Linked DNA regions of Mus musculus: regions 1, 2, 4 and 5 are each linked to region 3. A link is a contact called in public HiCAR-type and HiChIP or PLAC-seq data. All regions are on one chromosome and are shown on one strand. The core of a region is the stretch at or near the end of the contact, and the rest is flanking DNA. Distances in the headings are between cores, read along the strand shown.

Region 1 (4,575 bases), core at 1,008-3,507, 830 kb before region 3:
CTTTAAATAGTTGCTACTTTGTTGCTTTTGAGATCTGAATCAGAGACTGTAACACAAGGCTGCAAGCTCCATCCTGTCATTTTGTAGCATGTATCTAATTAAGACTTCTTGCAGGTCCATAAAAAGACCCAATGTTAAGAAACCAGTGTGTATTAAAGAAAGCCTTGGGGAAGATCTGAGAAGGGGGTTTCTTCATTAAACTAAGCAAATTTGATTAAAAGCCAAGTAGAGTAATAATACCTTAATTTGTGTTTAAATATTTTAAAATATTGCTCAAGCATAATCATATCATGTTAACTAACACATTGAAGGTGTGGGGCTAAAATTGGGTCATCTTCTTCCCAGCATCACCCCAGCCTTGAGGGAAACCCTATAGATAAGAAAATGGCTGATAGCACTGCCTGTTCATCTCAGGAAGATAACCAAAGCATATTTCATTGAAATCAATTTATAAATTTGACTCACTTCAATGTATTGATTTGGTCAGAGTCTGAGTTACACAATAGCAACATAAACCCCATTTCAAGGGCTCATGTGCTGTAGCCACTGTCCTATGTTATGAATGTTCTTTCGGGGTACAAACTTGGCTACTGGACTTCCCTTGGGAGACCATTATAAGTGATGCTTTTATTCCTTCATTGGCCACAGTGTCCCTGACTAGTGACAGTTCCCAGAGGGCAAAGGTCTTTCAGCAAAAGAGCAGATTGTGCAAGACCTAGTTAGGAGCGGTTGCTCAATGTGTGTCTAAATTAGAATCTCCCTGGCAGAGCTTCTAAGATGGCTCAGCAGGTGGGGGTGCCTGCTGCCTCGATTGCTAATTCGAGTTCCATCCCTAGGACCCATGTGGTGTCAGACAAAGAGACAGAGCTTTCTCTTCTACAGGTTGACTTCTACATGGATGTTGAACATACACACACACACACACACACACACACACACACACATGTAAAAAAATAAGAAAGAGAGACATGAAGAAAGAAAAAGAAAACATTTCCACGTCAAATGACACTGTCCTTTCATGATCCTAAGTCAGGTGGGGCCTGCGTGAGCAGAGGCCAATGCTGGGGTTTTCCTATGTGCACTTTGCCACCCAGGGCTAAAGCATTAGGATAATTGAAGGTCTAAGCACACATTTCAGCAGAAGATCGAGACCACCTTCCCAGTCATTCTGCTTCCCAGCCATCTTCAGGCATGCGAAGTGGATGTTGTAGTATAAATAAATAAATAAATAAATAAACAAATAAATAAATGAAGGGAGGAAGGAAGAAGACTTGCCATTTTCTGACCAACAGAGATGGCAAAAGCCATTTAGATTTTTTTGTCCAGTCAGTTGAGTCAGGCTTGGACATGTAAGAAGCTCATTCTGCTTGTGTGTGTGTGTTTTTTCTTCTTCTGTGGATGCAGGAACACAGAAGGAAAAGTAGGGGAGAGAAACCTGGCACCTGGCTTCTTTTCAGGAGCCCCAGAGGACTAGTCTCCATGGCTCATTATCCTTCCAGGAGATAGAGCTGGGAGTTCCCTCCCTCTTGTCCTGCCACCACTAACATCCCTTTCTGAGTCATCTTGGAACAGAACCATGAACAGCCAAGTTAGTGCCTGCTGTGTACTTCTCCACGTTGTTTCTCAGAGGCTGCCTGGCCTGGCCAGTGACTTTTGACTCTAGAGGCAAGCCTGCATTCAGGTGTTGGGCTTTGCTTCTTTCTGCTTTAGTGGTAACAAAAGCAACAGAATTCTTCAAATGTATTCCCAGAGAGAAGAAAAAGTAAAGAAATGTGTATGTATATATATATATATGTGCATATGTGTATGCATGCTTGTGTATATATGATACACACACACACACACACACACACACACACACATATATATATATATATATATATATATATATATATATGCACGTGCATATGTATATTAATTTTGTTGTCTCTCATTGCTTCAAGCTAGATGGGAGATAGGGTGAACATTGATGGATAAAGCGCATGTGCTCCTTGCCCTCAGCCCCAAGATCTCTTCCAATATCCCCTGAAAGCTATAGCTCTAGCTGCTATGCCTGCTGCCGCTGTCCATCGTCCTGGCGCTTCCTTCTGCATAATCTCTATTCTTTCCAGAGTAGGATGTGCTCAGGCCAGGGCCAGGACGCCCTCCAGTAGACCCTGAGCTGGCCTGCAGGTGCGCCGGGTTAACCCCGCCCCGCCCGACCCAAGGCCCCGCCCTCACACAAGACCCCACCCCATCGCTTTCGTCACGATGACGCAAGGCCCGCGCCTGCGCAGCGCGGCCGCACCCCCGGCCGCCCGCTCGGTATTATGATTAGCCCTGGGTGCGGGGTTCCGGCGGCCGGGAGGGAGTTGTCGACGCCGCGGCCGCTGCGGACGGATGCCCGCCTGCCGGCTGAGGTAGGGCGAGCGCGGCGCGGGAGCGTGGGCCGGGTCTGCGCTTCTCCTCAGCGGCCGCCTTAGCGGGGCTGGGCTGGCGCCGCCGCAGGCGGAAAGTAAGTTGCGCGCTCGGCCCGGGGTGCCCTGCGCAGAGGACGCGGCCCGCGGCACCACCCCGGCCCCGAGCTCGCCCGGCCTGCGGGCTTCGCGCAGCCCGGCCCGGCCCTGCCCTTGCGGCCGCCGCGGGATTGCGGCAGCGCGGGAGTCGACGCGGCCCCGCGCCGCGCCCGCAGCGGGCCCCGGGCGACGCGAGATCCACGGGCCTCAGTTTCCCCGTGGGCCGCGAGTCCCGCTGCAGAGCCGGGCGGCCGCCGCCTCACGATAGCTCGGGGACGCGGTTGTCTACGGAGAAGGGCGCTCGGCTGCGGAAGGGGCAGCGGTGCGGCTCCCCGGGGACTGCTCGGATTTTTTCGCGTTAGGAGACGCTGTTCTTTTCCGTAGACATCGCCTGTTGATTTCTTTCCGAACCATTTGCAATAAAAACAAACACCTTGTTGCCTTTTGCTTGGACTCGGGAGCCAGGAGAGTGGCAGCCCTTTAAGCTTAGGCTTCCTCCAGCTGTGATGTTCTTAAACAGTGGGGTCAGCTACAACCTAGGAGCTTCGCTGTGAGTTCGGGTCGTGTATGCATTGGGGAATTTCTCTCCGGGGTTCCTAAGACTGTAGAAGTCAGAGGCTGTAGGGCCTCTGGGCTGTCAGGTTTCTTACTTTCCCTTCCGTTTAAATGAGCGTATTCTCCAAGTCTTAGGAGCCTTGGTGAAACCACCTGGATGCTTGAAGTGTTTTGTCAGGTTTAAGGTGAAGTAAGCGATGGACCTACAGGTGTACAGCTCTTTCTGCTGAGTTTCCAACAGATTCCTGTCCAGGGTCAAAAGGCTCAGTTTGGATTCTTTGTAGGGATTGGGACACTGTCCCAAATTGATCCCTAACTTATCACAGTTCGTATCGGTGCAGTCTGAAGCCCAGGTTGTCAAGGATTATGTAATCAACTTGTTAATTTCTAATCTTGTTACAGTGTTTTCCAGATTTATAAAACCATTCCCTTCAGAGAAATCTGTCTTCAGCGTCTGGTTAAATATTTCTCTTGGAATTGGGTTCTTGAAGACAATTCTGTATGTGTGTTAATTAAACATACTAATTAGACAAGTTTCTTTCAGAGAACATCAAATACATAGCAATTTTTCTGGCTGTCAGTGTAAAATTGACCCATTTTACAGACCTAGGGATGAAAGAAATTATATGACATTCCCAAGGTCACATAATGAAGCTGGGTTAAAAAAAAATCGAGGGCATAGCACTGACTTAATATTCCTGTCCTCAAAGCTTTCTGATCAGAAACTCTTAAGTGCCACTTTTTGACTTTTAAATTTTTGCACAGCTAGTTATTTTACTTTATGCAGAAATTTTCTTTTATCCTTTTATGCTCTTCTGAGTAAATTTTATAGTATTCTGAGTAAATTTTAATGAATAATTGCAGTATGACACATTTGATTAAACAATGATTCTCAACCTTCCTAGTGCTTGGACCAGTACATTTCCTCATGTTGTGGTGACTCCTAACCATAAAATTATTTTCATTGCTACTTCATAACTATAATTTTGGTGCTGTTATGAATCACAATGTAAATATCTGTGTTTTCTGATGGTCTAAGGTGACCCCCACGAAAGGGTCGTTTGAAAGCAAAGAGGTCGCAGCTCACAGTTGAGAGCTACTGGTTTAAAACATCCAAGAACTGGGAAGTTACACTGATTTTTATTTTTACTTCTATAGAGCAGACAGACATACAGATTAGGTCTTTATGTAGTGATCTTGTAACTTAATCACATAATCCTAAAAGGAAGCCTTTTAACTGTCCTTTAATTAAAATTGAAGGACATTTGTGTTGTTTTTACTGGGCATGTCTACACTAAAGTGAGGTTGCTTATCTCCTGTTGAAAGTGAAACTAACTAGAAAAGGCTATTTGGGGGATATAAGTGAGTGGCTATGATTCTAAGCACTGGTATTAAATAAAACATAATTTATTTCCTATTGCACCTTTCTGAGCATCAGTTCATTATACTGCCTAGGATGAAAAAAGGTATGTGAATTTTCTACACAGCCCGGATTTTCTGACTTAAACACATAGGTGAGAAATAC
Region 2 (4,651 bases), core at 2,029-4,528, 550 kb after region 3:
ACATGAAATATGATTGGTTGGGCTGGAGAGATGGCTTAGAGTAACCCATTAGTTACTCTTCCAGGGGACCTGGGTTTGTTTCTCAGTACCTACAGAGAGGCTCATAACTGTCTCTTAACTCTAGTTTCAGGGAATATGATGCCTTCTGGCCTCTACAGGGACTAGGCATATTCACGATACACAGATATACATGCAGGCAAAACATATATAAAATAAAAACATTTTTAAAAATGTCATTGGTGTCAGGGTGCAGCCTTGGGGACCTTCTGCTCAGGTAAAGCCAGGCCCTTGACTATACCCAAAAAAGGAATTTAAGATGGATCAGAGTGAAGTAAAGTTAGTGAATTTATTGAGATGAAGCTTAGTACACACTTCACGTTTAAGCATGGTGGAGAGGTTGGGGGAGAGAGATGTGAGGTAGAGAAAAAAAGGGAGGGAAGGAGGAAGGAGGGAAGGAAAGATACATCTTAGTTGGTAGAATTCTTGCCTACCATGCGTTCAAGCCCTGGCTACCATTCCCAGTACCATGTGGATCAGGCATGATGGTGAACACCTACAATCCCAGCACACAGATCAAGAGTTCAGGATCATCCTTCGCTACATAATGAGTTCAAGGATAACCTGAGCAACATGTTCAAAAGAAAAGTTACCTTTGGTCTTTGGCTCTTTCAACTGTTTTTTTTTTTTTTTTTAATTTTTATTTTCCTTGAATTTTTGAGAGTATTACATAATTATATTATTTCTCCTTTCTCTTTCCTCCTGCCAAACACTTCCATATATCCCTCCTTGCCTTATTTCAAATCAATGGCCTCTTGTTTTCATTAAATGCTGTTACAGATGTGTGTGAGTGTGTATTCCTAACGCAGCCTGCTGCAGCCTGTATGCTGTTACTTGTTTTTTTTTTTTTTTTTTCCGGACTGACCATTTGCTGCAGGGTAACCAGTCAGTGTGCTCTTCCCTGGGAAGTCTAACAACTGTTTCCTAATCATTGCTCTGTTTACCAGGGAACAAGTAGAAACTTTTTTTGAAAAAAAAAAATTCAGGCAGTTATTATTCAGGCAGTTAGGAAAGCTGTTAGCAGGCAGGAGCCTACTGATGACTATGGGGCTGCTGTACCAAGGCATCACAGACCAAGTGGCTGGTAAATAGCTGCATTGGCTGCTCACAGTGGAGTCTGGGAAGCCAGGGTCAGGCACCAACATATTTAGTGTTTTAGTGTTTTAAGGGGGCTGCTTCCTGGTTCATAGATGGCTTTCCTGCAGTCCTCACAGAAGGGGGTTGGAAGCTCTCAGAACAGGACTTCTTTGTGTCACCTCACAGCTCTGGCCTCTTCACAAGGCTCCATCTCTTAACATCTTCCCCCTAGTACAAACACGTTGGACTCTGGCATCTTAGCATGAGAATTTTAGGGAAGCACAGGCATTTAGTAAAAGAATAGATCTCTATCATTCTGAGATGCCTTGTGCTACCTCTGGCCTCTGCAAAGTCCCCTTTAGCAAGAGGACCCTCATTAGATATGGCCTTCCCACCTGGGACATTTAGAATTGTGAACTGAGTAACCTTTTTTCTTTATACATTATTCAGATTGTGCTATCCAGTTATAGCATAGAAAACAGACTGAAAACTGAAGATAATGTGTCAAAAGGGCCACCTTGCTGCATCCTTGTCCTAACATTAAAGGAATGAGTCAGAGGACCACAGTGCCAATTGGAGGAGACTGAGAAGCAATCCAGGAGCCACGGCATGTACAGTTGTCTCTTCTGAGCATTGGTCAGGATGCCTCATATCTCTGTAGACATGAGAGGCTGGCAGCAGACTCACTCTCACCTACTTTGTGTTTAGGAAGCTACATAAGGCGTCTCAGCAGGACCAAGGCAGACCTTTGTCTTTCTAGGTGTGGGCACTATAACAGGCTCTCACATGGTCTGCTCACTCACCCACCCCTTGATGAGTAGCTGTGTTTAGCTCATTTTAGATATGAGAACCACACGATAGCCACAAAGAGCAATCTAAAGACAGAAGAAGCCTATTGCTTTCGCCTTGTAGTGCATCTGTCTTCATTTTGGTGTTTCCCCTCCTTTTTTATCCAAATCTGTACACATTTTAGAGTTGGGACCAGAATACATTTACAGTGCTTCCTCATTTACTTAGCAGCTGTAATTGCACCAGTGCTCACATGGTAACCCACTTAGTCACTGCACAGTCTGGCTTATGAGTTATTAAATGTCTTTATTCAGTTGCTTTTTTCTGAAAAAACAAAACAAAAAACCCAAATCACTGAGCTGTTTCCTTGGCATTTATTCCCAGAAACTGCGTTCAGGGAGTGGAAGTGTGAACATCTATGTGGGTTGTTCGAGCTCTCTTGTTTCTTGATGAATTCCTCAGCCCTTGAGTGTTTGGTTGCCATGGACACATGTGCTGTGGTCTTACTTTTCCTTGCTCATGCCCTACCCACCTGTGGTGGCTATGTCCCCAACAGGATGCTCTTAGAAAGCTGTTGGTTCTCCCTAATGAGAAAGCAGGAGCAGCCTAGGCAATGCTGGCTCACACTGTCGAGAAACTTGGCTGAGCATTCTCTTCTGGTGGTGCTGGGGTTGGAATGAGAAGAAAGGAGTGTGCTGACTTGTGACAATCGTGTGGGGTTCCCTTTGGCACTTTCTGGAACAGGCTAAAAGGGAGAAAGTAGGTAAGGCCTTATATAATCACCCCAGACAGTTTGGGTCCACCCCCAGTACTGAGGAAAATGTCCCTGGCAAAGGCTGCTTGAAGAAGTAGATTAGGAATCATTTTGTGTGACAATATAGATGTCCTAAAATTGTGGTCTCAGTGGCCATCCATTACTTGGAATATACTTTGAACCATTAAAGTTACTTTAGTTAAATTCATGTGTTGATAGCCACACATGGCAGTAGCTACCTGCTCCTCCACCGTGTTCCATACTCTCTGAGAGAGCAATCTTACGGAACAGAAACGGAGAGATTGTGTATTGTGAAGAGACTGCTGACTTTGCCCAAGGAAGACCTGTATTTGATTCTTAACTCTAATATTTTCAACTCCAGCCTTTAAGTTTGACTTCTTTAGTATTTATTTACCCATCAGCAAAGGCAGACTTAGTGAAGATGCAGTAAGTTAGGCTCAAATGCCTACAGTGGAAGGTTGCATTATAGCAAGATTAATGAGATAATCTATGCTACTTCCTAAACACCCTGTGCCAGTTTGGGGCTCTCATTGGGACGGATTGATTGCCTCAGTCTGTCCTGCTCTTGCCTTGGTTTAGCACCACCTAGTGGTAGCTCTGTGCTCTAGCCAATGAGCATCTATGGTCTAGGTGAGTCTGTGTCTGTTTTTCCTGCCCCCTGGGGAGTGACTGAGCCTGAATCAAGCATTCTCTGCTTCCCTGCTCTCCAGGCTGGTGTTTCCTGGCTTTCTCCCTTCGTGCCTCCTTTCTCTAAACAGGTAGCAGTTTTAGCTTGCCTCCAGGTATGAGTTAGAGACAGTCTTGCTTTATCCAAATATGTGCTGTTAGAGAATTCTGATTACACTTACCTATGACAGTATGTAACAAAGAACCCAGTGTGTAAAGACTTCTGTAACTAGTGAAAGCTTCATTTGCATCCACTGAGGAAGGGAGAATATAGGTTAATGCCCTACCAGAATTAGGACTGTGGGGTAGGTAGCCTAGAGAAGCAGCTGGTTAGACGCCTTCAGAATCAGGTGAAGCTGTTCACTTGCTACCTGGATGAGACTAGGATTCCTCATTTATCATGTTTTGATGGGATTATAGCTCAGCAGTAGAGCACTTGCCTGTTGTACAAAGCTCTGGGTTCCATACTATTACTGGGGGAATGTATATTTTTATGGGAGTAAAGGAAACCGCCAAAGTTGAGTGTGTTCTTGAAGTATGGTTTCATGTTAATGCCAGGAGTGATCAAGTCTGGTATTACTGCTCTGTTCAGTGATAGTGATAGACAGGTGCTCTATTTCTGCTTCACTCTAGTGAATCACTTCCCCAATCTCAAATCTGGAGTAGGAGGTGAGTTTCAGGAGCAATGACTACTGAGTTTCCTGGAAGTCAGGTGACATGACAGACTCAGCAGTGAACATGTACAACAGGATTGAACATTCTTCCTTAAAACACACAAAGCCCAGGCTGAAAGGATGTGTCAGGGTTCCGAGCACCCAGTGACCTTCCTGTCTTAGCACCTGTGTTAGGCAGCTCACAAGTGCCTGCACTTTCAGCTCTAGGGGAGCTAATATCCTTTGGCCTCCCTGGGCATCTACATATAACATACATACACAAGTATGTACTCATAAACTTTAAAAAAACAAAAACAAATCTTTAAAATTAGAAAGACTATACCACGGCCCCAGGATGTGAAGGACAGTTAGCAGGTGGTTTTCTTACTCTGACAAGATAAAGCAAATAATTTGAAGGCTGTACATAGTTTCTAACTTGAAGTGAGGACTGAAGCTCAAGGTTTTTGGCACAGAACCATCTCCACCCTCTTGGGTCTTTGGTGGGGTGCTTAATGTTTAAACTGAGAATAGAGAAAAACCAGACATGTCCTCTAAGCTCCTCCCTGACCCTTCCTGTCCGGGCACAAGACTTCTCAGCACAGGGCTGGCAGCAAGAACAGTTGTCTAGCCAACT
Region 3 (4,189 bases), core at 876-3,375:
TTTCATGACCTCTTCAGCTGTTAGGTCTCCCTTTTTTAAAACCACTACTTGAGGCTGTTCATCTTCTTTGTCACTGTGATTGCCATCTTCATCTGGGAGCTGAGGCTGGATTTTCTACAGAAAATGTTTGATAATCTTTAACCAAACACTGCCATTGTGAGCAACTGTAATTTTTAAAGTGAAGTGGGCTGGGCAGTGGTTGTGTATACCTTTAATCCTAGCACTCAGGAGGCAGAGGCAGACCGATCTCTGTGAGTTTGAGGCCAGCCTGGTCTACACAGTGATTTCCAGGCCAGCCAAGACTACAAAGAGAAACCCTGTCTTGATAACAAAACAAACAAACAAGCAAAACTAGAACAAAAGCAAAATGGATAATGATCCTTGAAATGAATAGAAGATAAAATTTTAATTAAAAATAAACTCCAAAGAGTTTATTTTTACTATACCAGAAAACAGAAACTGGGAAACTTCTCCAGTGGGATTAATTTCTATCTAGACTATTGAAGGCAGTGCCACATCATCTTGCTTCCTCTTTTCTAATCAATATTTTTCATCCCTGTCTTGTCTGGATTTGATAAAACAACAACAACAAAAACCAACAAAACACCAACAACCTGACTTTACCATCCAAGCCACAAAAGTACAGAAAATAACAGGAAAATTATATTTTCCCCTACCTCTGCTCATTTGATATACTAACAGCTTCAGTTTTGTAGATATCTTTGTTTGTTTTTCAAGACAGGGTTTCCTCTGTTTAGCCTTCATTGCCCTGCAACTCCATTTGTAGATCAGGCTGGTCTGGAAGTCAGAGATCTGCCTGCTTCTTCATTCTGAGTTCTAGGATTCAAAGACATGTGCCACCACTGCCCAGCAGATACTATTAGCTGCTATTCAAGGACACACAAATAGTTATATAAAAGGTTTTGTACATAAACAATACTGTACATAATTGTTTAACTTTTGAAATTTATCAAACAGAAACCTAGTACTCACTGTACAAATGTAACAATTATATTTTGTCAGCTAAGTCAAAACATTTCTACTTTTTAACTAAGAAAGGTTTTGCATACTTTGAGATAAATACAGAATTATCTCATTTTTCAAGCAACTGTCTAATATTTAATTTTGGGCAGTCATCTTATGGGGAATACCCTGCATGACTTGGCCTTTGCCCACTACTATATTTTATCCCATGTAACTTTCACAGCTTCTAAGAGTCTAGACAACTAAGTTTGAGTACTCAACTGTCCATTATGTCTGTCTTTTTTTCTCAAACTGTGTCTAGGATGCTCCAGGCCATCTCTTACATAGCTAGCCCTCAAAACTAAAGAATCCCTAGATGCGCTTTTGAACACAACTGCATGTCCTCTTGTTTGACCTGTGCATAGCTTCTCGGCAGCAAGAACGCATTGTGTTTTCAATGTTACCTTCATTAGACAACCCCCTTTGAGAAGTACTGTTTCATTTCCCTATCTTGAGACACACAGCTTGGTAAACAGCAGGGGTTCTACTAGTCCTGGCTGATTCCTTCAAAGACTCCTGATTCGAGTCGTTTAATCAAGTGGCTTCGGTCTCCTTATCTGAAAAAGGGGACGACGCTGTCAATCACCTTGCTCAGGTAAAGTGAGATCCGCAAGTAAGAAAGGACAGAAAAGCTGTCTAGACTAGCTACTAGGGCTAGGTCGTTTTCAAGAATAGCACCCTGCAAGTAAGAATTCCTGGACCCGAGAGGCCAGACCTGGGGTCCGGCTGGTCGCGAGTGAGGGACCTGTCAGTTACGTCGGCACCGAGGAGCCGGAAGTGGGGTGGAGATAGAGGGTCTGACTCGGGGCGACTCCCGCGGCCTCACCTTGGTCTCTACGGTGGGCCCCTCCTTGTAGCCGACTCTCTCTTTGAAGCGGGACAGGAAGGCGGGCTCTGCGGGCCGCACATAGGACACTTGGTTCCGCTTGCTCATGGTAGTTCTGGTTCTGACCAACAATAAATAGCACTCGGCAGACTTGGCAGGGTACAAAGTGTCTGTCGCCCGCGCGGACTTCTGACGTAGACCGTGTTAGTGACGCCATCCGACCACGCCCAGGAGGCGTGGTCCGTTGGGGCGCCAAATTCAAATCTGCGGCCATCTTGAAGGGAGGATTCTGGTGGTCCTGGCGTAAGCGAATCTCGGACGGGGTCGCCATGGCCCCCGGCTGCAAATGTAAGTTGCGAGCCTGCCTGGTGAACTCATCGCCGCTGGCAGATGCCGGTGCTACGGGGCGTCACCTCTTAGGGCGCCCCGCGAGGGCGACGACGGCACACGCAGTGGGAACCCGAGTTCCTCACGGAGCGCGGGCGTCCCGCCTCGGCCACCCTACACCCGAGCGCTCTTCTCTGTGCATGGGACCCTGCTGTTTCCTTGCTGGCTTCTGGTGTCCTGAGGGCGGCCCTTGCGCTGCACTTGATGCTTGATTACCTATTTCTGCCTTTTTTGAAGGGAAGGGATTTGTGTTCCCTTCGGTGGCCTACCCTCAGAGGAGGGAACTTTAAAGCGAATTGCAACGGTCCCTTTACAACAGTTCCCATTCTTCATGCAAGACTTCATGAGTTCCTGAAACCAGAACTGTATCTTAGTACAGAACCCTATAGATAATGTGCTCTGTAAACTAAGTGTACTAAGATTAGCTAATACTAAAATACCTCAATTATAGTAATAGACAGTAATAGTTATTTGAAAGTAGTCTTTGCCTCAATTATAGTAATAGACAGTAATAGTTATTTGAAAGTAGTCTTTGACATAGTGTCTTATTATACCGGTCTTTTATCCTATGAGATTCTACGGTGTCTACTTGCTGAGAGAAATTCTGTAGACAGTATGACAGAGTTAGTATCCAAAAGTCACTTGAACACAAGCATTGTGATATAGCCACTTGATCTAATAACAAATGGCTGAGACTGTTAGGAGAGTAGTGTTTATAGTACCTGGCTAAAAAGAGTTGTGTAGCATGAGGCTTTATATTGAGACCTTGTTTAAAAAAAAAAAAAAAAAAAGGCTTAGAAATTGTTTCATTCTGAATTTTCTATTTAGTTGTTTTAGATTGTGATTGATGGCTGAGGAAAAAAACATAGAAAAAAGAAGTGCAGATTATGAGTAGACTAATATATATATTAATCTGTTTTCATCACAAAGAGATTGATTTAATCCCCCACTTCCAACGTATATGAGTGCCACCTCTTATATTGCCTATTATCTTTCTTAAATTATTTTTAATTATTGGTGTGTATGTGAGTGCACATGCATGTGTATATGTGTGCACAGCTGCGAGTGTAGTTTGTGTGTAGGTTGCTTGTGTGGGTGAAGATGGCCGTGGAGTGGTTGGATACTCTAGAGCTAGCATTATGAGTGGTTGTGAGCTTCTGAATATGGGTGCTGGCATGTGTGGTTTTTTTTTTTTTCCTTTGTTTTTCGGCTGATTATAAGATTTGAGAATAAAATGAGATACTTGAGAAAATTGTGAAATTATACATTTGAAATTTACAATAGTGTTCATGTTTGTAGCTCTTTGTCAATTGTTATTGTTTCCTGATGAATTGTTTTAGTAACCCTTTAAGTCTATTACACTGATATTTGAACAGCTCTGTGTGATCTTTTCCTCTATTTAAAGTAGCCTGTCTCCTCTACCTCTTCAGCAGTAAGAGAATTTAAGCGTACAAACTAGTACATGATAGAGCTTAAATTCTTTTTAAAATCTAGGCTCGTCTTAAGGTTTCTGTGAAGCCAGACAGGGCCTGGAGCTTCTGATCCTCAGGATTTCACCTCCCAAGTGCTAGGACAGCGATAGCCTTGTAGTCAGTCAGTAACTCCTTCGGCCTCAGCCAGTCTTCTGATTTCTACCCTCACCGATTAGTTTTACCTATTCTTGAAGCTCATGAGCATGGTACATATATTCTTTTTCTTGTTGTAGTAACTGTCCTGACACTTTGTGCCTGTGGGCACATGATAGGCAGCAGCAGCTATCACTGCTGTTTAGTGTTGTACTAGGTAAGCATGTTACAACTTGTTCTCCTTTTGATTGCCCTTTAGTTCACTCTTTTTTTTTTTTGAACTTGGGTTTCTAAGTTGAATTATCATGAGTAAAACACCTATGAATAGTGTTTAACATGTTTCTAGGCAGACACAAAAATGACCTCAAAGTTGAAAAAGATGTACAGT
Region 4 (4,489 bases), core at 639-3,138, 530 kb after region 3:
AGTACTCTTAAGTACTGACCCATCTCTCCAGCCCATGTCCAGCACTTCTAAGGATCACTTGCATAATGGTATATTGGATGCCATCTTTATAAGCTGCTGTTATTATTACTGTAGTTGTTGGGGGATGGAACCCAGGCCCTCATGTATGCCCAGCGAGTGTTCTATCACTGGGTTGTAGCTCTGGGTATAGGAGATTCTTTTAAAATAAAAATATTTAATCCTGGGCTGGAGAGATGGCTCAGCAGTAAAGAGCACACACTGTCCTTGCAAAGGATTGGAGTTCAGTTCCCAGTACTTACACAGGGCGCCACACAGCCACCTACGACTTCAGCTCTGGGGTTTCTGATTCTCTCTCTGGCTTAGAAGAACATCTGTCCTCTCTCCTCCCCCACCTCTCTCTTCCCCTTTCACCTACACACACACACACACACACACACACCATATATACACATAATTTGAAACTAAAATAACTTTAAAACCTAGTTTTAGTATAATGCTTTATAGCAGTACTCACTCTTCAAATTTTATTGTGCAAATCGTCTTCCCATCCCACAGATGCCGTAAAACACAAATCTGGGGTTAGTAGTTTGGGGCTGGAGCCTGGAACTCTTCATTTTCAACAAATATCCTGAACCTTCAGAGTCTACAGGACAGTGAACCATTTTTGTGTTTATAGAATATAAGAATATAAGCACTTCCATATATATTATCTTGTTTGTTCCTCGTCACAGTTTAGAGAGATTTGCCAAGACACATATGTTCAACCAAACCCTGCGCATATACAGGTGTAATGAAGTGGATAACTGATTAGCTGTCAACCAAAAAGGGGCATGCAGACAAATAAACAGCTGGAGCTGACCCTCCATACCTAGAGCTCCACATCTGAACAAGGGCAAGATACTCAGGAAAAGAAAAGGTGTTTATGTTAAACACATACAGATTTCATTTTCTTGTCATGATTCCTGAAAGACAACAAAACAAAACCAAACAAAACTGCTGAGAACTATTTGCATAACATTTACATCTATTAGGTAGTATGAGCAGAGACCTGGAAACATTTAAACTAGATGGGAGAAAGCCTGCAGGTCAGTGACTTCAGTATCCCTGGATTTAAATAGTGTTCAAACCAAGCAGGAAACAAAGGGGTTGTGGGTGGGGGTAACTTTACGGGGAGGTGATTTTAGCTGGGAAGGAAAGAAGAGACACCAGAAGCTGATCAGCAGGCTCTCGGCAGGCACTAGGAAGTTCCATCCACCGGGAGTTCAGGCAGGGAAGGTCCCAAATCAGAGGGAGGGTAGGCGGGGCAGTCAGGCCTGTTTGTAGAAGTGAAGGCGGGATTTCAAAATAAGTCCGGAGTAAGCCTTGAGGGTTCAAGTTCAAGAGTGACAGGCCTGGGATTGGTTTTAGATCACGCTGGCGGCTGTGTGGGAAACGTAAACTATCCCCAGTCACCTCATAGGAGCTATGTGTGTTATCTAGAGCCATGGCAACCTGGAGTGGTGAGAACTGCTTGGGGTTCAAGAAACCCAGTAAGGACGACAAGCCTCTCTGGGCACACTTAGGACGTCCAACACAGATGCTCTCATTCGAGGGGACCCGAGGGAAGCCTGGCGCACCCTTGACTCTCCAGCAGCGGCGGGAAACTGAACAGTCCGCGGCAAAAGTACTGCGGGAATTGCAACTCTCTCCCGGTGCCCAGAGAGGGACGCCAAAACTCGGCGTGCGCATCACTGGCCTGCAGGGGGCGCCCCGCCCCGCCCCGCTCCCGCCCCGCCCTCCGAGCCTCCGCCCCGCCCCGCCCCGCCCCGCCCCGCCCTCCGAGCCTCCGCCCCGCCCCGCCCCGCCCCGCCCTCCGAGCCTCCGCCCGCGCCCCTGCGCGGCCCGGGGCGGGCGCAGCCGGCCAGCGAGCTCCCGGGACTGACGACCCGCGCGCTCACTTCCGCGTCCCGCCGCCGGCCGCCGCCATCGGACAATGGGCCGCGCGCCGCGGCTGCAGTGAGCTCTGCTGGATCCGGCCACCGGCCCCAGGCCAGGGGCTGCCCGGTGTGTTTGCAAGTTCGATTGTTCGACGTGGATGTGAGTTTACTTTTTTTCTGTGGACGTTCTCTGTCTTCTTTCGCCTGTTTTGGGTTTTGTGACTTGGAGAAGAGAACTTTTCTAAGCAGGCCGGGCACGGCTGAAGGCTGCTCTGCCCCCACGTGGACGCTCCCCGGGGGAAAAGAAGTCTGAAAGTAAACTTAGCCCCGCTGGCCTGAAGGCCTCAACTCTGGCTGGACTGTGAGTTTTGGAGTCATGACCTTCTTGCTGGGCAGGTGGGAATCTTTATCTGCCTTAGGCTGGACCTGAAACCTCGGCCAGCACCCAAATCTCCCCCACCACATTCACACCTTGAACCAGGGCTAGGCCCCGGACACTGATCTACAACATGGATAAATACGATGATCTGGGCCTTGAGGCCAGTAAGTTCATCGAGGACCTGAACATGTATGAGGCCTCCAAGGATGGGCTCTTCCGGGTGGACAAGGGTGCTGGCAACAACCCAGAATTTGAGGAAACTCGAAGGGTGTTCGCGACCAAGATGGCCAAAATCCACCTCCAGCAGCAGCAACAGCAGCAGCTCCTACAGGAGGAGGCCCTACCTAGGGCAGGCAGAAGCCCGGTCAACGGTGGGAACCGTCAGGGTGCGAGCGGCAAGCTGGCTGCAGATGGGGCCGCTAAGCCTCCTCTGGCTGTGCCAACAGTGGCACCTGGATTAGCTACTACCACTGCGGCCGCGCAGCCCTCGTACCCATCTCAGGAGCAGAGGATCAGGCCATCTGCCCATGGTGCAAGGCCTGGCAGTCAGAACTGTGGTTCCAGGGAGGGGCCTGTGAGTTCCCAGAGACCTGCTTTACACGGCCTGAGTCCCTCCTGTGAAGACCCTTCCTGCCTCACTCACGGAGACTATTATGACAATTTCTCTTTGGCAAGCCCACAGTGGGGTGATAAACCTGAAGGGTGCCCCAGCGTGAGTCTGGGTGTAGGAAGTGGATGGCCTGGTTGCCCAGGGAATGACTCCACATTGCCCAAATCCTGTGGAGACCATCACCCTTACCAGCCACAGCTCTCCACAGTGTGCTCTGGCAGGTCTTTTGAAAGTGGCATCAGTGGCCAGGACGGTGGCATTGGTGGCCATAGCAGCGAGAAGCCAACAGGCCTTTGGTCCACTGCCTCCTCTCAGCGAGTGAACCTCGGTTTTTCTTCCATGGGCTTGGAGAATGGGACCTCCGCTCAACCCAAGGGCACAACTGTTTCAGCACCGATGGTCCCTAGCAGCGCCAGCCAAGGAGCTTGTCCGAAAAGAGATTCAGGTCTGGGATATGAGGCTTCAGGCAGGGTCTTCAAACCCCTTGTGGACACTCAGCCTTGGCTGCAGGATGGGCCCAAGTCTTACCTCTCAGTTTCTGCTCCATTATCCTCGACAGCTGGCAAGGACAGTACCCAGCCAGGTATGACCACCGGGCTGGATCCTAAGTTTGGATGCGTGGAGTCTGGCACTAGTCCCAAGCCCAGCCCCACCAGTAACGTCCATCCGGTAATGTCCACTCCATCTGAGTTATCTTGTAAAGAGAGTTCTCCCAGCTGGTCCACTGACAGTAGTCTGGAACCTGTGCTCCCAGGGAGTCCCACCCCCTCCAGGGTGAGATTGCCCTGCCAGACCCTCGCACCGGGCCCTGAGCTTGGACCCTCCACTGCGGAATTGAAGTTGGAAGCCCTCACCCAGCGTCTGGAGCGAGAGATGGATGCTCACCCCAAAGCGGACTACTTCGGTAAGTAAGATGCTTTGGAGTTGCCTGTGGTGGAGCGATGGTGTCCCCACCAGGATGCTATTATTTCTCCTTCCTCTTTCAGCTACTTCTGCTCCTTTAGAAACTTGAAAGCAGCTGCGGGCAGAAAGCAGCCTTTTGCATATGGGAGTTACCCATGTGAGCAGAGTGAAGCAGGGTGGGATTGCTCATAACTGCCCTCAAAAAAGGGAAATGAAGCTGGGAGGTGGTGATGCTCGCCTGTAATTCCGACACTTGGGAGGCAGACGCAGGAGGATCTCTGAGTTCGAGGCCAGCCTGGTCTATTATAGCTAGAGTTCCAGAACAGCCAGGGCTACACAGAGAAATCCTGCTTTGACCAAACCAAACCAAACCAAATCAACAAACAAAACAAAACAAAACAAAAAAGAGGGAAATTCTGTGAGTTTGTGTTTCAAGGGTTTGAGGTACCACCTCAAGCTTCTTGCAGTGACTGGCTTGAGCTGACCAAATTTGTGGTTGTTCTACATGGTATAAATGTGTGGGATGTGTGGCTTTTGTTTCTTGTCTTCTGTTCATATGGTGGTTCTGCAGGTAGCCATGGACCAGCATCATATCTTTGCCTAGATGCTGGTTACAAAAGGAAATCATTAGCCCCTCCCTGGATCTGCTGCAGCAGGAGCTCAGGGTAAGATCGGAGAAGG
Region 5 (4,303 bases), core at 1,744-4,243, 550 kb before region 3:
CCACATGCTTACAACAGCTGAGGAGGGAAGTTCAGATCACCAAAAGAAGCAAAGTGAAGCTGTCATCCAGCAGACCCATGTGCAGCCACCATGGTGGCTACTGTACTCTTCCACCCTTCTTGGAAGGCAACTTTGCAACTGGTGGCAAGAAACTCCAAAACGTGAGCCTGTGCCCTTTTACCCAGCAACCTCCATTCTAAGAAGCTGCCAGAGAAAATAGACACATCGGGTCAAAGGTTCACACAGACATGTTTGTCTCTGTGCCCCAACGATAAGGAAGGAACAGAATATGCTAAATGTTGGCAAGTTGGGCTTTGCCTAAACAGCTCACAAATACGAAATCACACTCTGGATTTTTAATGGTATTGTAAAATATTCATGATGTCAGGGGAGAAAAAGGATACGAATTTGCATAAATCACAAAAAGAAATACACAAAATATTAAGAGATCGACATGTGGGTGGTGGCTGGCTTACTGATTGGAAAATGCAGATGTCTTTTCTTTTTTTTTTTTTTACAACTCAAACTTCAATAACAAGCACACTCGTTTTGTATTATTGACTTTAAAAAACAGTTTTCTTGAGCTTAAAACCCTTTGTGACTACAAAATTAAATCAACTCTGAAAAGTTAATTAACTTGAACAATGTGTTGAAATAATTAAATTGATAAGAAAAGTCATTGAATTTCTAAAAAGCACTAAGACTACTATGAATGTTCTGTATGCAGAGAAAATTGTTAGTTTTAATGACAGGAAAAGTGTTGGGGGTGGAGAATTAGCCCATGTAGAACCAGTGTGATTGAGTGTGTGTGTGTGTGTGTGTGTGAGTGTGTGAATGTGTGATTGAGTGTGTGTGAGTGTGTGAGTGTATGTGTATATACAGAGAGATAGAGACAGACAGGCAGACAAACAGACAGGGACAGAGACAGAGATGGATTTTTTTCTTTTTAAAATTGTTGTATTTATTTTCATTTTATGAGTGTTTGCACATGTGTGTATGGTGCCTGCAGAGGTCACAAGAGGGCATCAGATCTGCTAAAGCTGGAGGCACAGGTGGTTGTGAGCCACCATGTGGGTTCTGGGAACCAAACTTGGGTCCTCTGTAAGAGCAACCAGTGCTCTCAACAGGTTTTTGTTTTTTTTTTTAAGCCATCTTTCCAGCCTCGGACAAGGGTCAGGGGATCTTCAGGAAGTGCTGCTCACTCCCACAGGCAGCAGCATCACCAACTGCTTGAATAGGAGAGTCTTTATTCCAAACCCACCTTCCTGGCTGTATTCAGGGAGCTGCAGAGGAGGCTGTGTGCTAGGCTCTCTGAGTGGAGCTTAGGTCTTACACTGTGGTGTTTTCTAGGGCTCATGACTCCCTTGCAAGTGCCCTAAATCTTTTAACAAAAAACACATTGAGAACTAGCTTTTGGCCTGTCCACCATAAGGCCGCAGAGAGGCTAGGCCTGTGGTGTTGGTGTTGGTGGATAAATCAGATAGCCTTGGTTCTGCCCTTGTGACTCAGAGATGGTCATTACCTCATAGCTCCCAGGAGTTGCTCCTCCTCATGACCACTTCTACCCCCAGGTCTGGGGCAGAGCAGCCACCTAAACAGTCACTCCCTGCTGTCTCCAGAACTTCTACTGTGACAGTTAAAGCTGCCTTCTATGTGAGAAGGCCCTAAGGAGACTGGAGCTGTGGTGTGAAGACCCTGGCTCAGGGGAAGACAGGACTGAACAGGAGCCCTGAGGGAACCCACACTATATTAGGAAGGACTCTGAGTAAACCACTTGCCTTGGTTTCTTTAACTGTGAGGAGGAAAGGATGGCCCTGACACCGCTGCCTCCTCTTAGGGGCCTCAAGAGATGAAACAGGAGAATCCTGTAGATATGCCTTGAGCACACCACCCAGGCCAGACTGAGTTCCATCAGCACAAATCGAGGGATCCTGTTAACGTCTAATATGCCCAAGGTTTATGGCTTCCCCAGAGCAGAATTCTCTCATATTCCAAGTGTCAAAGGTCAAATACTACAATCTGCAAACATGTGAGAAAGAATTATTCAGGTGGTGCCGGCATCCACATGTGTGAGTGTGCATGTGTGTGCCCCCGGGGGCCAATGGCCCTGTGGGAGATGGTGGGAGGTGGCCCACCCAGAAGTGTCAGTTCAGCCCAGATGGAGGATGGCTGAGTTCCTTCACTTACCATCTGTGGTCTGGGGGTCGGAACAGGATAGATGCTGGGAAGACCATGAGTAACAGTGGGGTTTGAGGCTGGAGAAGCGAGGATAAAGGGGTTCCCTTTGCTCACTCTTCCAGATGGCCAGAGACACAGTGAAGGGTGTCCATCAGCCACTGTCACCCTCTTGGTCCACTCCTCTTTCTCTTGTATGTCAAGTTAATGGCAAACCTAATTCTGAGCCGACTTAGGGGATGGAGGTAGGGCATGGAGTATGCCATCTGGGGACTAAGGATCCCCAAGAAATGAGAAGCAGCTCTCTGGGTCTGGAATACGCAGACTCTTTACTACGCTGAGGAGATTCTGGTGAGTAAGGAACCTGGATGGATGCTCCAGGTAGGAGTGGGTTGGATAAAGAACCTTGGACCTAAATAGCTCAGAATTCAGCTCTGACACTGCAAGGAGCCCTTGGCAAGCCCTTGGAGATGGCCCCTCTTGACAGAGCCATGTTGTCTCTGGGAAGCTCCAGCTTCCAGGTTAGCATTGGCTCAGCAGAGGAACTTCCCAAACCCTTCTCCTTGTTAGCCACGTTTGTTGTAGTATCTCCCCCAATCCTCCCCATTCCTGGGTCCCTGGTCCTTCTCATTCATGTACCCAGGACAAAAGTCAAATCCTCCCCCACTGACCTTCTCCAGCTGTATGTAGGGTTGTTATGAAGCCAGGCTGGGGAGGTTGCAGGTTGGAGAAGAGCGGTCTGGGCCTGGTTCTGGGGTTCAGCCTTGCAGGGGATCACAGAGCAATGTGCTGCTTCCTGTTTCCAAAAGGCTGCATATTAATTAGGACGCTAGTTTGCTTCACCTATTCTGGGATGAGTTCCCGAAAATAGTATAAGAGGAAGAGAGCTCTCCTCCCGCTCTCTGCTTGCTCGCTCTCCTCCCTGCTCTGGCCTGCGCCTGCCTCCAGGCAGTTCTCACTGAAAGTGCTGTGGCAGTGGGAGGGAGGAGCCAAAGAAGGTGTTAATTCGCACACATCAAAGATGCACACTTTCATCTGGCTGCAGAAAAGAGAACAAGGGAACTCACACAGCTTTAGTATGATCAATGAACTTCCTCCCTTCTCAGAGGGGTTTGAAAAGAAGACGAAGAAGAAGAAAATCACCAGGCTTAAGAAAACCTTCCCAGTAGCTTCTACAATTCAAAGGACCTTCTCTGCCATATTACCTGCCTGGACTTCCTGGGGCCACGGTGGTGTCTGTTGGGCTTTAGAAAGGTTCCTGAAACTCCTGGTGGTCAGTCAGCAGATGTCAGAGCCAGACTGTGCTTGGGCCTGAGCTCTGAGCCCCTAGCAGGAGTGGGAGAGACTGGTAGGTTGGGGCTAGGGGCAGAAAGGGGAACAGTCCAGGCCAGGTCTCCTGTCTGTCCTTGAGCTGGTACTGTTGGAATGGAGGGGCTGTGTACCTCTGGAGGACATTGATACTGAAAATAATTGACCTTGAATTTGAACACAGGCCCTGCTGCTGACAACTAAGTGATACTCTGGGTCTGGGAACCAGAAGCAATCCTGGAGATCATTATTATTTGCATAAAAGTATTTCAGCAGGGCCAGAAAGATGGCTTGGTGGGTAAAGTCACTTGGCTATGCCAGTCAACAGAGATTCTGAGACTGCTTGACTCCTGGACTCTAGTCAGTCCTGGAATTCAGGCACTGAGTGTGAGTCTCTTCCTCCCTCCTGTCCCATGGAGTGCCCTCCTTACCCTGTTAGAGCTGAAATCTTGGCAGCCATGCTCAGCCATGCTGGGCTAGGTGGGTGGTGACATTGTTTTCTGGCTTTAGAGAGACAGAAACCCCTCCAAGGCAAGGCGGATCCTCTCTGCGTGCTCCTGTGACTCTTCTGCCTCTTTTTGGATGCTCTATGCTGAGAGACCAATTGCTTACTTTGAAGATGTGAACCCTGCTCAAAAGATTTTTGAGGGTCTGGAGAGACAGTTCGGTGGTTAAGAGCCCTCAGAGGTCCTGAGTTCAATTGCTAGCAACCACATGGTGGCTCACAACCATCTGTGATGAGATCCGATGCCCTCTTCTGGTATGTCTGAAGACAGTGACAGTGTACTCATTTACATAAAAATAAGTAAATAAATCTTTC

What was found. HiCAR-type assays count read pairs that join an accessible place to other places. HiChIP or PLAC-seq counts read pairs in DNA pulled down with a chosen protein or histone mark.
Region 1: a contact with region 3 is called in a HiCAR-type map of astrocytes, with 2.4 times the contacts expected there. The contact joins the promoter of Snrk here to the promoter of Kif15 in region 3. A contact is called at or near these places in 1 of 39 promoter capture datasets (pre-B cells) and 2 of 115 datasets of contacts at active chromatin or transcription factors (astrocytes and pancreatic cancer cells).
Region 2: an H3K27ac HiChIP or PLAC-seq map of epiblast stem cells shows a contact between it and region 3, with 4 times the contacts expected there. The contact joins the enhancer-like site here to the promoter of Kif15 in region 3. A contact is called at or near these places in 3 of 39 promoter capture datasets (hematopoietic stem and progenitor cells, liver and pre-B cells), 1 of 484 Hi-C or Micro-C datasets (CD4 T cells) and 2 of 115 datasets of contacts at active chromatin or transcription factors (effector CD8 T cells and epiblast stem cells).
Region 4: a HiCAR-type map of astrocytes shows a contact between it and region 3, with 2.4 times the contacts expected there. The contact joins the promoter of Limd1 here to the promoter of Kif15 in region 3. A contact is called at or near these places in 2 of 39 promoter capture datasets (cranial neural crest and liver), 1 of 484 Hi-C or Micro-C datasets (CD4 T cells) and 2 of 115 datasets of contacts at active chromatin or transcription factors (the 230-238 cell line and astrocytes).
Region 5: a contact with region 3 is called in an H3K27ac HiChIP or PLAC-seq map of extraembryonic endoderm stem cells, with 4 times the contacts expected there. The contact joins the promoter of A730085K08Rik here to the promoter of Kif15 in region 3. A contact is called at or near these places in 2 of 39 promoter capture datasets (the 3T3-L1 cell line and hippocampal neurons) and 1 of 115 datasets of contacts at active chromatin or transcription factors (extraembryonic endoderm stem cells).

The regions. Positions count from the first base shown.
Region 1 is chr9:122,115,009-122,119,583 of GRCm38.p6, forward strand. Snrk (SNF related kinase) reads left to right here and starts at 2,258. Exons shown (of 8, transcript NM_001357775.1): 1 at 2,258-2,399.
Region 2 is chr9:123,501,228-123,505,878 of GRCm38.p6, forward strand. All of the region lies in intron 2 of Limd1 (LIM domains containing 1), which reads left to right. Among named protein-coding and RNA genes, the nearest start is that of Limd1, 25 kb to the left of the region's middle. Within about 2 kb of position 3,279, at least 56 of the 459 cell types and tissues checked have an H3K27ac peak or open chromatin away from gene starts, as enhancers often do. A contact at or near this core is called in epiblast stem cells, where this site is marked.
Region 3 is chr9:122,948,956-122,953,144 of GRCm38.p6, forward strand. It overlaps Kif15 (kinesin family member 15), which reads left to right and starts at 2,126. Exons shown (of 35, transcript NM_010620.1): 1 at 2,126-2,197. The coding sequence starts at 2,179. 1110059G10Rik (RIKEN cDNA 1110059G10 gene) reads right to left here and starts at 2,045. Exons shown (of 3, transcript NM_025419.4): 1 at 1,850-2,045; 2 at 1-114. The coding sequence starts at 1,957.
Region 4 is chr9:123,476,813-123,481,301 of GRCm38.p6, forward strand. It overlaps Limd1 (LIM domains containing 1), which reads left to right and starts at 1,889. Exons shown (of 8, transcript NM_013860.2): 1 at 1,889-3,809. The coding sequence starts at 2,426.
Region 5 is chr9:122,395,808-122,400,110 of GRCm38.p6, forward strand. It overlaps A730085K08Rik (RIKEN cDNA A730085K08 gene), which reads right to left and starts at 2,994. Exons shown (of 3, transcript NR_045967.1): 1 at 2,847-2,994.